2 separate regions of the Rattus norvegicus genome follow, and region 1 is linked to region 2. A link is a contact called in public Hi-C data. All regions are on one chromosome and are shown on one strand. The core of a region is the stretch at or near the end of the contact, and the rest is flanking DNA. Distances in the headings are between cores, read along the strand shown.

Region 1 (5,703 bases), core at 95-2,594, 74 kb after region 2:
TTGTTTTGTTTGGGAGATTACAAAGGCAGGCAGAGGGGCAGGGAGATGACTGGGATTGGGGTGCATGATCAAAGAATGAATAATAAGATTAAAGATGTCTACTCTGCAACATTTGAGAAACGAATGGTTGTGTATGTATTTACATAGCCCATACACATATTATGTGCATACGTGTTTGTGAGCACATATACCATTGTCTGAGTTTAGCTTTTCACTGTCACCACTTAAGAAGTAGATATTTTAGCTGGTGTATATGTTATCCTTAAAATATTTGATAAACAGTAGAAGCCACAAGGATCCACGCAAGACCTTTGCTTGCCTTTTCCCCAAGATAGGACACAAAACTTGGTAAAGAGTTTTTTACTTTCCCCCAAAACAGGAAGTAGGATACTTCTGTGTGAGGCCCACTTCCTATAGCCAGCATGAAAAACAATACTTGTCTTTGAAAATGCCAGGACCCAAGAAAGGGGATGAGTGAAGAGAACCAGTACCATCCCCCTGTCCATTCTCTTTAAACTCATGCTCTTCTTCCTACCATGCTCCTCTCCTATATCTACTTCTTCATCGATTCCCCCCACTAAGAAGTACACAATTTGAACATTAGAACATGGCTTTAATCCCAGAACTGGGAAAGAAGAGACAGGTAGATAGATCTCTGTAAATTCAAGGCCAGCCTGGACTACATAACAGGATAGCCAGTGTTAAATAGGGAGACACTGCAACAAAACAAACAAACAAAAGAGAAGAACACAGGTGTATACATTTTAAGGGTGTCCATTTTAGGGGTAAGGTGACTTCAATTCCTTCAGAAGTCTGTTAGATACCATAAATCTGAATGTAGCTGTATGCATACTTGTATACATGCCATCATTTAACTCATGTTAATTACTTAATATACACGACTGCATCATTCCATCTATTTTAATCTGCTAAAGGAATGAAATGGCCAGATATTAAGTTCTTCAAAAAAGAATAAGGGTTCAGGTCACTAGAGGCTTGTAGCCACCAGCCTTCTTGACCTTCACTGTCTTTCCTGTAGCCTGTAGCCTTCGCCTTTTGAATTGCCATTGAAGACCACAAGAGTATGTAGTTCAAAGTGCTTTTAATGCCACAACGGCCATTTGTATCTGTCTGTTCCATGACCTTAGGCATCTCAGTCACCACAGGAGCCAAGTCCAATCCACAGACATGGGCATGCCTTAGAAAATCACACTAGTTAATTTTATAGTCTGCTTCACTCTTTCCTTTGTCATTCCAGGCTCATACTTTATTATGACTTATCAGAGATACATATTGCCTTTTCCAAAGAAGAGAGAGTCCTCTAGTGGCTGCAGTAAGATCTGTTGTGTAGCCCTCAGAAGAGAAGAGTCAGTAGAGGGAGCCTTTTAATTTCTAAGAGCTATGAGAGTTGATGATCTGGGAGGAGCAAGAAATGATGTGCAGCAGTAAAAGACACAGGGAACTATGACATGATGGCACGCATCCAAGACTTCTCATTCCAATGCTGGCGGCAGTCAGGGGATTTGATGAAGCCTTGGAGACTTACAGATGTGAACCACTGACTTATCAAGATCTCCCTGATTATCATTAATGATTTATTACAGTTTCCTCCTCCTTGTTCTCTCAGATCATTTCTCACCTATCCACACTGCTTTTGGGCCCCACCTGTGCCTCGCCTACAACTGTCAGATCCGCATGGAGATTTCCTTTGCATAATCCTAACTGGAAGTAGCTAAGACAGAGCCATTTAGCATTATGTTTAGAGAGAGAGAGAGAGAGAGAGAGAGAGAGAGAGAGAGAGAGAGAGAGAGAGAGAGAGAGTGTCAAGAAAATGCATTTGCATTTCTGGTTTCCTGCTTTTTTCCTTTTTTCCTTTTCTTTTTATTTGTTAGATGGAGAGAGGAGAGAGGAAGATCATGGGGTCATTTTTCTCTCTTTAATTCTAATGAAGCAGCTGGAGAGATCAAAAAATCATTGTGCATAGTCAAAACCAATTAGAGGGAGAATACTAGCAACCTGCAATTATCCATATTTTTAAAAAGCGATGCCAGAGATTTAATTGGATAAATAAAAGTCTGCCTATATTCCAGTAACAATTTGCCTCGTAACCCCACTGTAGACACTTTTCCAAAGAAACTACTGTGTTTATTTTTGGAGTCTTGCTCAGTTAAACCTAAGCGCATGCTTTCAACACCGTGGCCAGATGGAAGGCTTTAAGGATGAGGTGAGAGGCCTGAATCCTATGGTTAGTGCCCAAAGTGACAATCCAAAGTAGAAAATAAAATGTGCCTACATTCTCAGGGCCTTTGTGAGGCAACAGAGCCAATCCAAGTGCCCTGAAGAAAAGAGGAACCAAATGGAATGAATGAAAATAATCACTTATCTAAGAACCACAGTCACTGCTTAAAGAGCATTGTTCCGATGCTGTGGTGATGAATCATTTTGGGAATCAAAGTGTTGCAACACATACTGCCTTTCAATACAAGTGGGCCACACAATGGCCATGTTCCACTTCAAACTATGGGTCCCTGGGCAGTCTACAGGACGGAATGTTCCCCTACCACCATGTATTATGTCATTCTGGAACTGTCACGCCTCTCCAATTCATGAGCACTCTACCCAGAAAGTGTCACTTTGGCGTAAGGATTATTTTGAGGAAATAAACAAACAAAAAACAAAATCACTGACAAACAATAGAAGCAGGAACCCTCTACATCAAAGAACAAGTTTTCTCCTCCAAAAACATTGGAATTTCTGGGGTTTGTTTGTTTGTTATTTTTTTTTACTAAGGAAGCCACCATTCTCCTTCCCTAACCAAACCTAGAGACACAGGCCTATAATCTGAGCACTGAGACAGGAGGATCCCAAGTTTAAAGTCTGTTTGGGCTACAGATCTCTCTCTCTCTCTCTCTCTCTCTCTCTCTCTCTCTCTCTCTCTCCCTCTCCCTCTCCCTCTCCCTCTCCCTCTCCCTCTCCCTCTCCCTCTCCCTCTCTCCTTCTCTCTCTCTCCCTCTCTTTCTCTCTCATCTTAGGAAGAGAAAAACTTTTAACAACTCTGAGCCACGGAGATTGTGCTGACTTGAATCTGCATAAAAAAGTGAACTAAAGCATCTATGTCCTTTGTTTTCCATACCTTTCCTGGCTATTTTCCCATATTTTTCTCCCACCCTAAAAGCCTAAATTCTACTGACCCATTTAACCCTTTGAGTTTTGCATCTGTGATCACTCCTGCATGCACATGTAATACATGGGCTAACACCAAAATAAACTTCTGCTCTGAGGGCTCACTGGTGAGGAATATTTACTGCCCTTCCGAAGAACCCTGGTCCAGTTCCTCAAAGCTCAAATACATCTATAGCTGCAGTGGTTGTGACACACTCTGCACATCCACATGTGTGGTATACATACAGTCACTCAGACACCCATTACATACATTAAGTAAATGTTTAAAATAAATAAACTTTTAGTTTAGTTTTTTTTTCTTATGACTCTGGCATTGGTTTGTGTCTTGTTTCTGGTTTCAGATAGGAACTCATGTATCCCATTCTAGTTCTAGCTTGCTGTGTGGCTGAAGATGATTTTGAATGGGATACCACATCCCCTTTTTGTAGCTCTTGGGAGCAAGCCCAGGGATTCCTGAACACCAGGCGCACAAGCCACCAGACATGCTACAACTCCAACTCTGGCCGTGGCTGGTCTAATTTATGAGATGGACAACTGCTGAGATCAAGCTACTTGAACTCAGTTCAGACTGCAGACAAGAATATCTTTTCATTAAAAGCTTGGCTTTACCCTAGGAGACTACATTTTACAAGAAGCTCTTGTCTCCATTTTAAGGGAAAGTAAGAACTACAGAGTGAGCGTTGGTGGAACCTATACCTATAGTGTCTCTCAGGTACCACCCATCTAGCACAGACTGCTAAATGACTTTTCCCTGTGAATAGAAAAGGAGGTACCCCGCAAGTTTATTAGGATGAAGTAAAACTGTGGGAGTACACAGGTATATTAAAATTATATCAGAGAAACCAGGCCCAAAAAATTATCAGACATGCTAGATCAAGGAAAAAACAGAAAGTGATAGACACCTAACACTGATGGCATTGTCCCCACATTTAATTATCATCTGACACCTAGTGTGTGTGTGTGTGTGTGTGTGGTGGGGGGGGGGGGAGACCAAGAATCAGAGGATTTTCCAAATATCCCTATAGCTTCAGCTTAGCTCAAACCTGACCTGCTGACACAGCCTAGTCCATCTCCCAGCTGGTTCACTCATCTGGACCTGGACTTGAGTCTGCTGTGTCCAGTTCTTGGGCCTTCTTCAGTCTGTCTCAGCTAGGACAGCTTTGTCCTCAAACCCTGACTCCAGCAGCTGCAACATCTCACTCCTGGCACTGGTCTGTTTCTCATCTTATCACAAACTCTTAGTCCACTTCTGAAATCCCTTGAACTCTACTGAAGCCTCTTTAACTTTTATTCATTCTAAACACACACACACACACACACACACACACACACACACACACACACACACACACACAGATTTAGAGATAAATAGAATATGTCCTGTGTGTTGTATGATATATGATATAATATTTAATATTAATAATTAAGTTGGTACCTTGCTCATACTTCCAAGATAGGCAGTTTTTTATGACAAATTGCTATCATTACACCACTGAACTTCATGAATTCATTATCATTCAGTAAATTCTGAGCTTGTGGAAAGACACAAACATGTTCATTCATATTTCTGGCTTACTTTTCATAACACAGCTGATGATCCTAGGGTAGATGGGGATATTTTCCTCTCCTGTATCTGTACCTGTATTCGTTTAGGAGTAAGTAAGAGAAAGAAGGACAAGTGCTTGGCTTGATACTCTTTATAAATACCCATACTTGAGCTATATTATTAGTCAATCTGATGGGTGATGCTTCTTTGTCTATCCAATATGCCTGAATTACATGAACAATAGTGTACCATACCCCAAACATTCAAAAGTCTGCAGAGTCAGTGTGATAGATGAGATCCTGGAAAAGACTATAGTGTTATAAACACTAGAGGCAGCTCATAATGCTATGAGATCACTACTATCACTACCACTTATAATATCAATTCTTTAACAAAATTTTTAAGTGCTTATCATGGATGTACATTATATGGGCTTGGCTTAGAGCAGTTTGCAGCCTTCCTATGCTGTGACCTCTAAATACAGTTAATTAATTGTCCATCGACAGTATAATCTTGGGCAGGGAACTGTGAATCTTGTATGTTTCCTGAACTTCCTGAGACTTATATGTTTGCTGAACTTCCTAAATATTATAAGCCTCTTTCCCGGTTCCAGAGGAAATAGCTATAAAAGAACAACTTGTTATAAAATATTTTAAATTGGATATACACAAATAGGCAAATAGAAAAGACAGGTGGATCCAGGAAAGGAAAAGATTAGGTGAAGAAGTCCGAGGTTCGCCCTGAGTCATACTTCTTTGGCCATCTAGAAACATATTGAAAGTTCATGCTTTTGTTAAATTCCTTTTATAAAGCCTACTCTCCAACACCCTCTCAACCTCAAGCTGGTGAGAAGGGGTGGAAGTTGCAACACTAAATCTTGGATATTGGAATTTTTTCTAACTGGCCTCTTCCTGATACTGGGTAGAGGTTTTATCCTCAGTCACCTCATTAGTAAAACTATGGTGTGTTGACGG
Region 2 (6,291 bases), core at 2,361-4,860:
GGGACAAGAGCGTTGATTTCCCACCATTGTATTACCGGGAAGCAGTTTCCCCAGCTTGCCCACAAAATGCACTAGGGCCTGCCAGGAGAGTCCCTTAACCCCAAGAGGCAGCTTTCCAAAACTAAACTGCACATTAGGGCATTTTTCACTAGAGTCAAGTACTGGAACCACGGGCTAAATTCATCCAGAGATGGCTGTCTGCGTTAGCCAGGGCATTTAGTTCCCTTTCAACGGGTATAATGTTAAATTGGAGGTAAGTTACCCAAGTCATCTCTTAGTTCTCTTCCCTCTCCACCCCCTGGAGTTAATGCAGTGATAAGGATAGGCATGAAATACAATAAAATAGACTCAGTCCAATGTAGGCAGCAGGAAAAGAAGCGAAAAGTGGGAGATAAAGCATTAATTCCCAGATAATTTAAATACATGGGCACAAATTTTGCAAACAATGCAAAGCATCCCATGAACAGCAAACCTCAGGTGCTTGACTGTAAGGCATAAGGAAGCTCTAAAGCAAATAACTTCACAGAAGATCGGAGGAGGGTTTTAATTATTCAATTAAATATATTTCATTAAACCTTTGAGAATGTCATATCTACATATACTGTATTTCGATTGTATTTACCATGATCCCTCCCTTCTAACTTCTCTTAGTTCCATTTCCCTCACCCATCTTATTTTCTTGTGTTCTCTTTTCTTAGGTAGTGGGATTTATTTAACCAATATATTCATGGGTGTGGTGTGGGACCATTTAGTGAAGCAGGTTTAACCTACCAAGGGCCACACCCTTAAATAAAACTGTCACTACTCCAGCAGTCATCAACTCTTAATAATGAGTCAGCAGTGAGGGGGGCTCGTGGTGCCTTCCCTGATTCATACCAGGATTGATTTTGTGCAGGTCTTGTATGGGGAACCGTATCTCCGATGAGTTCATGAGTGTAGTGGTCCTGTCATACCTAGAAGATGCTGTTCTGTTCTAAGCCTTCTGCCTATTACAGTCTTCCACCTTATCTTCCTCAATGGTCATCGAGAGTGTGATAGATGTCACATTTGTAGATGAGCCCTCCACAGACACTCTGACCAGCTATGAGCTTCTGGGTTCACTGCTACCCACTACACGAAGAATCTTCTCTGCTAATATATGATAGCAGCGCTAATCTATGGATACTGAGATCAAAATTCAGATGGCAGTTTGATGCTATGTTCACCTAGCAAAAATTTTATCCCAGTGGTGGGTAAACTTTCTAACCATGGGCTCTTGGCCAGAATTACCAGGTGTATGTTTCTTTCAGTACAATGAGACTTAAATACAATCAGAATGCAATACAATACAATTAAACACAATATAATTTCTTGTGTCACGGAAGATATCAAGAATACTAATAAATTTTCTTTATATGAGAGTTTCTATGTAACCCTCAACTACTATGGGCTTTTTTTTTATCCTACCAAAACTCCTTAGCAAGAAACAGACTAAGTGGTGATGGTTCTGTTCAAATCACAAATACCCTTGCAAAGGCCAGCAGGTCTCTGCTCAAAGCACAGTGTTTTTGAGTCAGAAATTTCATGGTACCTAAGTTCTGCAGAAGTGAAAGGAGTCCATTTGATATTCATTGCTTGAGTGTGGTCTAACTCACGCGTAACACAAGGAATTTAAAGCAAGCACCCTTTCTACACTACTTTAGAGCCGAGAATGTTAACCCTAATGCTACTACACAAAGTATGTGTAGTTCTGAGTATCTCCTATCCTCACTCCTCACTCAGAACTCTTAAGAAATTATGAAGAAGCCATCTTGCTGCCTTTGGAGGCCTGGCGAACAGGACTTCTGAAAAAAAGCAAGTATGTCTGGAAGGCTGTGGTGCAAGGCCATTTTTTCTGGCTACAAGAGAGGTCTCCAGAACCAAAGAGAGCACACAGCTCTTCTTAAAATTGAAGGCGATTATGCCTGAGATGAAACTGAGTTCTTCCTAGGTAGGAGATGTGCTTATGTGCACAAAACAAAACAAAACAAACAAAAAACAAACAAAAAAACAAAAACCAAACAAACAAAAAAAACAAAAACAAAAACAAACAAACAAAAAACAATACAGTGACTCCTGGAAGCAAACCAAACCAAACCAGAGTGATCTGGGGAAAAGTAACTCGGGCCCATGGAAACAGTGGTATGGTTCATGCCTAATTCTGAAGCAACCTTCCTGGAAAGGTCATTGGATACAGGATCCATGTGACACTGTACCCATCCCGGATTTTAACTAATAGAGAGTAAATAAGTAAAAGTAGATTTGTGAAAAAAAAGGAAAAGAAATGATGAAGAGAACAAATTGAGCATAAAAATGAAGGAAAACTATGCATACTTAGAATGATATTTAGAATGAGTGCATGCAAACAGAAGGCTTGATTAGTAATGAAGCGTTTTTTGTTTGTTTTATGGGTGCAAGAGTTTGCTTGCATGTGTGCCTGTGTATCATGTATTTGCTGGCATGTGTGCCTGTGTATCATGTGCATGCAGTACCCACAAAAGTAGTCAGAGTCCTTTGAATTGGAATTACAGGTATTTGTTAGCCATTTTGTGAGTGTAATGAATTAAATCAAGGTCGTCTGCAAGACCTCTGCTCTTACCTGCTGAGCCAGCTCTCCAACTCTAGTGAGGACTTTTTAAAGGATCCATGCCAGAATAGAGTTGTTAGGACAAAGAATACATTTTATAAAATATCACTACTTCTGACATACTTCTTAGAGGTAATCATCAAGTTGTCACTCCAAGAGAGTCAGGTCCTAATGACAGTGTCTATATATCATTTATCATGTTCAAGAAATTACACTAAACTCTCCAGAACTCTGACAACCCATCTTTGAGGCAATCACTATCAACAAATCCATTTGTTCTTTTCATAAGCTCCTGAGGTAAAGTAACCCCTGTAGTGGTCTGATGGACATTCTGTAACGGTAAGCCCAATAGATATTTGCTGAGCCAGTGAGTCTTGGTTTTAGCAGACTTTGCAAGCAGATTCAAGTTTCTGGTGTTCTGAACAATGAGCCACAAGGAAAGAGTAATGCTTTGGGAGTTCTGACATAATGGGATTATATGTGTCTTGGTGTGCTCAATTCCCTACTATGATCATCCCCCTCTGGGTGAGAAGACAGCCTTGGAACAAATGTCCTAGCGAACGTCCCCTTCCTGACACTGACCTTCTGAGTGTATTTCAGTTCTGGTTTTGGCTTTAGGGTTCTTGTCTATATAAGGCTTATCACCCTCAGCCAGTTCAGGCTGGCTGAACGCAATGTCCAGTAGAGGGCTCCCCAGGAGACTGATTTGGCCCGGCGGTCCTTTTGGCTCCCTCTATTGGCAGAGACAATCAGTCAGACAGGTCCACTCTGTTCTTTTCAGCTATTCCAGAACTCAGTCCCCGAAGATTTCTTTTCTTTCTTTTTTTTTGTTTTTTCTTTTTAATTTTTTTAATCAGACAACTCCAGTGGATTATTAGTTTCCTAGGACTTTTATAACAATAGACTGCAAACTGGTGTCTGCAGATAATAGAACACCATCCGTTCGTTCATGGTTCTGAGGCCAGCATGTCAATCAGTGTGCAGACAGCAATGTGTTCCAGCTATAGACTCTCATGGAGAATCTTTCCTTGCAGGGCTCAACTCTTGGTGGCTCTCCATGTTCCTTGGCTTGTGACTTCACAACTCCAATTTCTTCCTCTGGCTTCTCATGGCCTCTCTTATTTTCTAAGTATAATTTCTACCATTGAACTTAGGGACAGTTTGGATGATTCATGTTGATCTCCTCCCAAGACCCTTGACTTCTTTATCTCTGCTAAAAGACCTCTCTAGACACAAGGCCAAGTCCGTGGCTTTCATGTGTAGGTATGTGTCAGTGAGGCCACTCCTCAGCTCTACAGCACTTGAATTTAACTTGGACATCTTAAAAGGTAAGTCTTTTTTTCCTTTGACATTTGATGTTCTGAAAATGTATTTTAGAAGTATGTTCTTACCTTAATTTGTATCGATATTCTCTGTAGTCACTTTATCTTGTTAATTCTATTAGCGTGTCATGTAGATCTGTGTTTCTTAGCCAAACTAACATTAACATTTAGGACTAGGTAATGGTTTCATTTAGAAGATCACCTTCCTCACTAAACGTGTTTCATTAAATCTCTTGCCTCAACCAAATGCTAGTAGCACATCTTCCAACTGTGCCACAGAAAGGTCTCCCAAATTTGCCAAATATCCCCAAACTCAGAGCGCTCTTCACTGTGACCCATTGATCCATCTTAACCATGTTTCCAAAATAAGACTATTAGAAATTATTTTAGGAATGAAAATTCACATGTTTTATTTATTAGGACAAGACTAAAGCCATTAAAATGTGATTAAAAATGTTTTATTTCACTCCAGGCATGAAACATGGAAACAGTGTCCTAGCTTCGATATAATGGCTTTAGATGGTCCAGTCTACATTCCCTCACCAAGTGACAAGGAAAACATTTAGTTTACAACAAGGTCTCCAATTTATCTGTCTTCATGTTCAAGAACAGAAAAAGAAATTACACATTTCACACATTTCATCCAGAAAGGAGAAAATGAATTCTTTTTGTAAGAGGACTCAATGGGGAATATTATATACATATTTATGTGTGTGGACTGCACATCTGTGCATGTGCATGTATGTATGTGTGTATGTATAATTGCGAAATAAAACTGCAAGAAAAGTTTTTATACTTAAAATTATAAATACCAGCTATGAATCTTAACAAATGCTGAATACTTTGCGTGCATGTACCTAAGTGTGTCACATATACCTCTGGTGTCTCTAGAGTACGAAAGAAGGTGGTGGATTCCTTGGGACCAAAGACTGCCAGCTTCCAAATAGGTGCTGGGAAGGAAACTGTGTCCTGTGTAAAAGCAGCAAGTATTCCTAACTGATGAGCCAGCCCTCTAGCCTACTTCTAATATTGTTAAATAGCCCAGGTTATGTTACGTGTCAGCCAAAACCTCTATGAAAACAAAATTCCGATTGTTTTCAACTTAGATGAAAACAATAACTTTAGATGATAATATTCAACCCAAATAATATGAAATTTTGAGGAATGGTCTTTGAAAGCTATTAACTTATTTTGTTTAGAGGTATAAAGTTATCAGAGCATACTGGACAGAATTATGGATAGGTTAGTTCAATGGCCAGGATAGAATCCCGATCCTGCCATTTACAGGCTACAGGACTTACTATAGTGGGAATATCATTAGTATCTGCCTGAGTAGGTGCTGTAAGAATACAAGAGTTAATGCCTATAAAGCCTGACTAGCAAGTTCATCACATTGTGAGGGCTCAATAAGGAAGCCTAGAGCTGTCCTCCCTTCCATTTCACACCCTCATTAATCTTCTACCTAAAGACGTCAATGTCCTAACGTCCTGAGCCAAATAGACTCTAACTCCTTCTACTCTGCTCCCAAAGGAAAATGTGTGATCTCTGGACATCCTCTCGACACCACACATTTTATCCCCTCTTGTGTCTTTATCGCCTTTGGGGATCATATCATTCCACTCTGTTCCCCAAGTTTTATTTCAATCATTATTTACTACTAGTATGTGTTAAAGCATATTGACAATAAATGAAAATGAATTACATTAGCACTGAGGAAGAATTTAATTTTGTCATTATACAGTTAATGGAAAGAAAAGGTGTGTGGTATGAAAATACAATTGACAAACAGAAATGTCCCTCATGAAAGCAGATTGATACTAAAGACAATAATAAATTCTACAGATATTTTCTTTGATTGATCTTCTTCATATGAATATTAATTCTGAATGCACTTTTAGGGTGGGGTTTGATGGTTAATATCTTAATTTAAACTTTCTTATCAACATGAATGGGGAAACTATTTTCTCTGTTAAGTATTGATGAGTAATAGATATAATGCATTTCTATTGTAAATGTTATTGGTGATGTATTGAAAAGGAATCTGAATTTATCTTCTTCTAACTCATGAGAGACTAAGCAAAAGCACAAATACTATATAGAAAATTGCAATTAAAGTATTGGTCAGAACTCTGATTAGTTATTTATCATAGTGAGGCAGCAACTGGCAAACCTAGAGAGAGAGCCCATGAAATATTTTTTATTAATTAAGGGAAAAAGGTTGGCCATCAAAATTTTAAGATTGAATTAATAAAGTGTCCTAAATCAGACAAGCAAATTTAAATACTTTCTAATAATCCTTGACTGATTTGAGGCTTCTGGCTAGAAGATGTTGCAACGTGATTACTGAAGTAGAGAGGAGACAGA

What was found. A called contact is a pair of places that touch in the nucleus more often than the background predicts.
Region 1: a contact with region 2 is called in a Hi-C map of the A7r5 cell line, with 4 times the contacts expected there. The contact joins two enhancer-like sites. A contact is called at or near these places in 4 of 12 Hi-C or Micro-C datasets (the A7r5 cell line, the Rat2 cell line, Schwann cells and 1 more).

The regions. Positions count from the first base shown.
Region 1 is chr11:28,954,762-28,960,464 of GRCr8, forward strand. No RefSeq gene overlaps it. Among named protein-coding and RNA genes, the nearest start is that of Usp25, 130 kb to the right of the region's middle. Within about 2 kb of position 1,345, at least 3 of the 93 cell types and tissues checked have an H3K27ac peak or open chromatin away from gene starts, as enhancers often do.
Region 2 is chr11:28,878,686-28,884,976 of GRCr8, forward strand. No RefSeq gene overlaps it. Among named protein-coding and RNA genes, the nearest start is that of Usp25, 210 kb to the right of the region's middle. Within about 2 kb of position 3,611, at least 2 of the 93 cell types and tissues checked have an H3K27ac peak or open chromatin away from gene starts, as enhancers often do.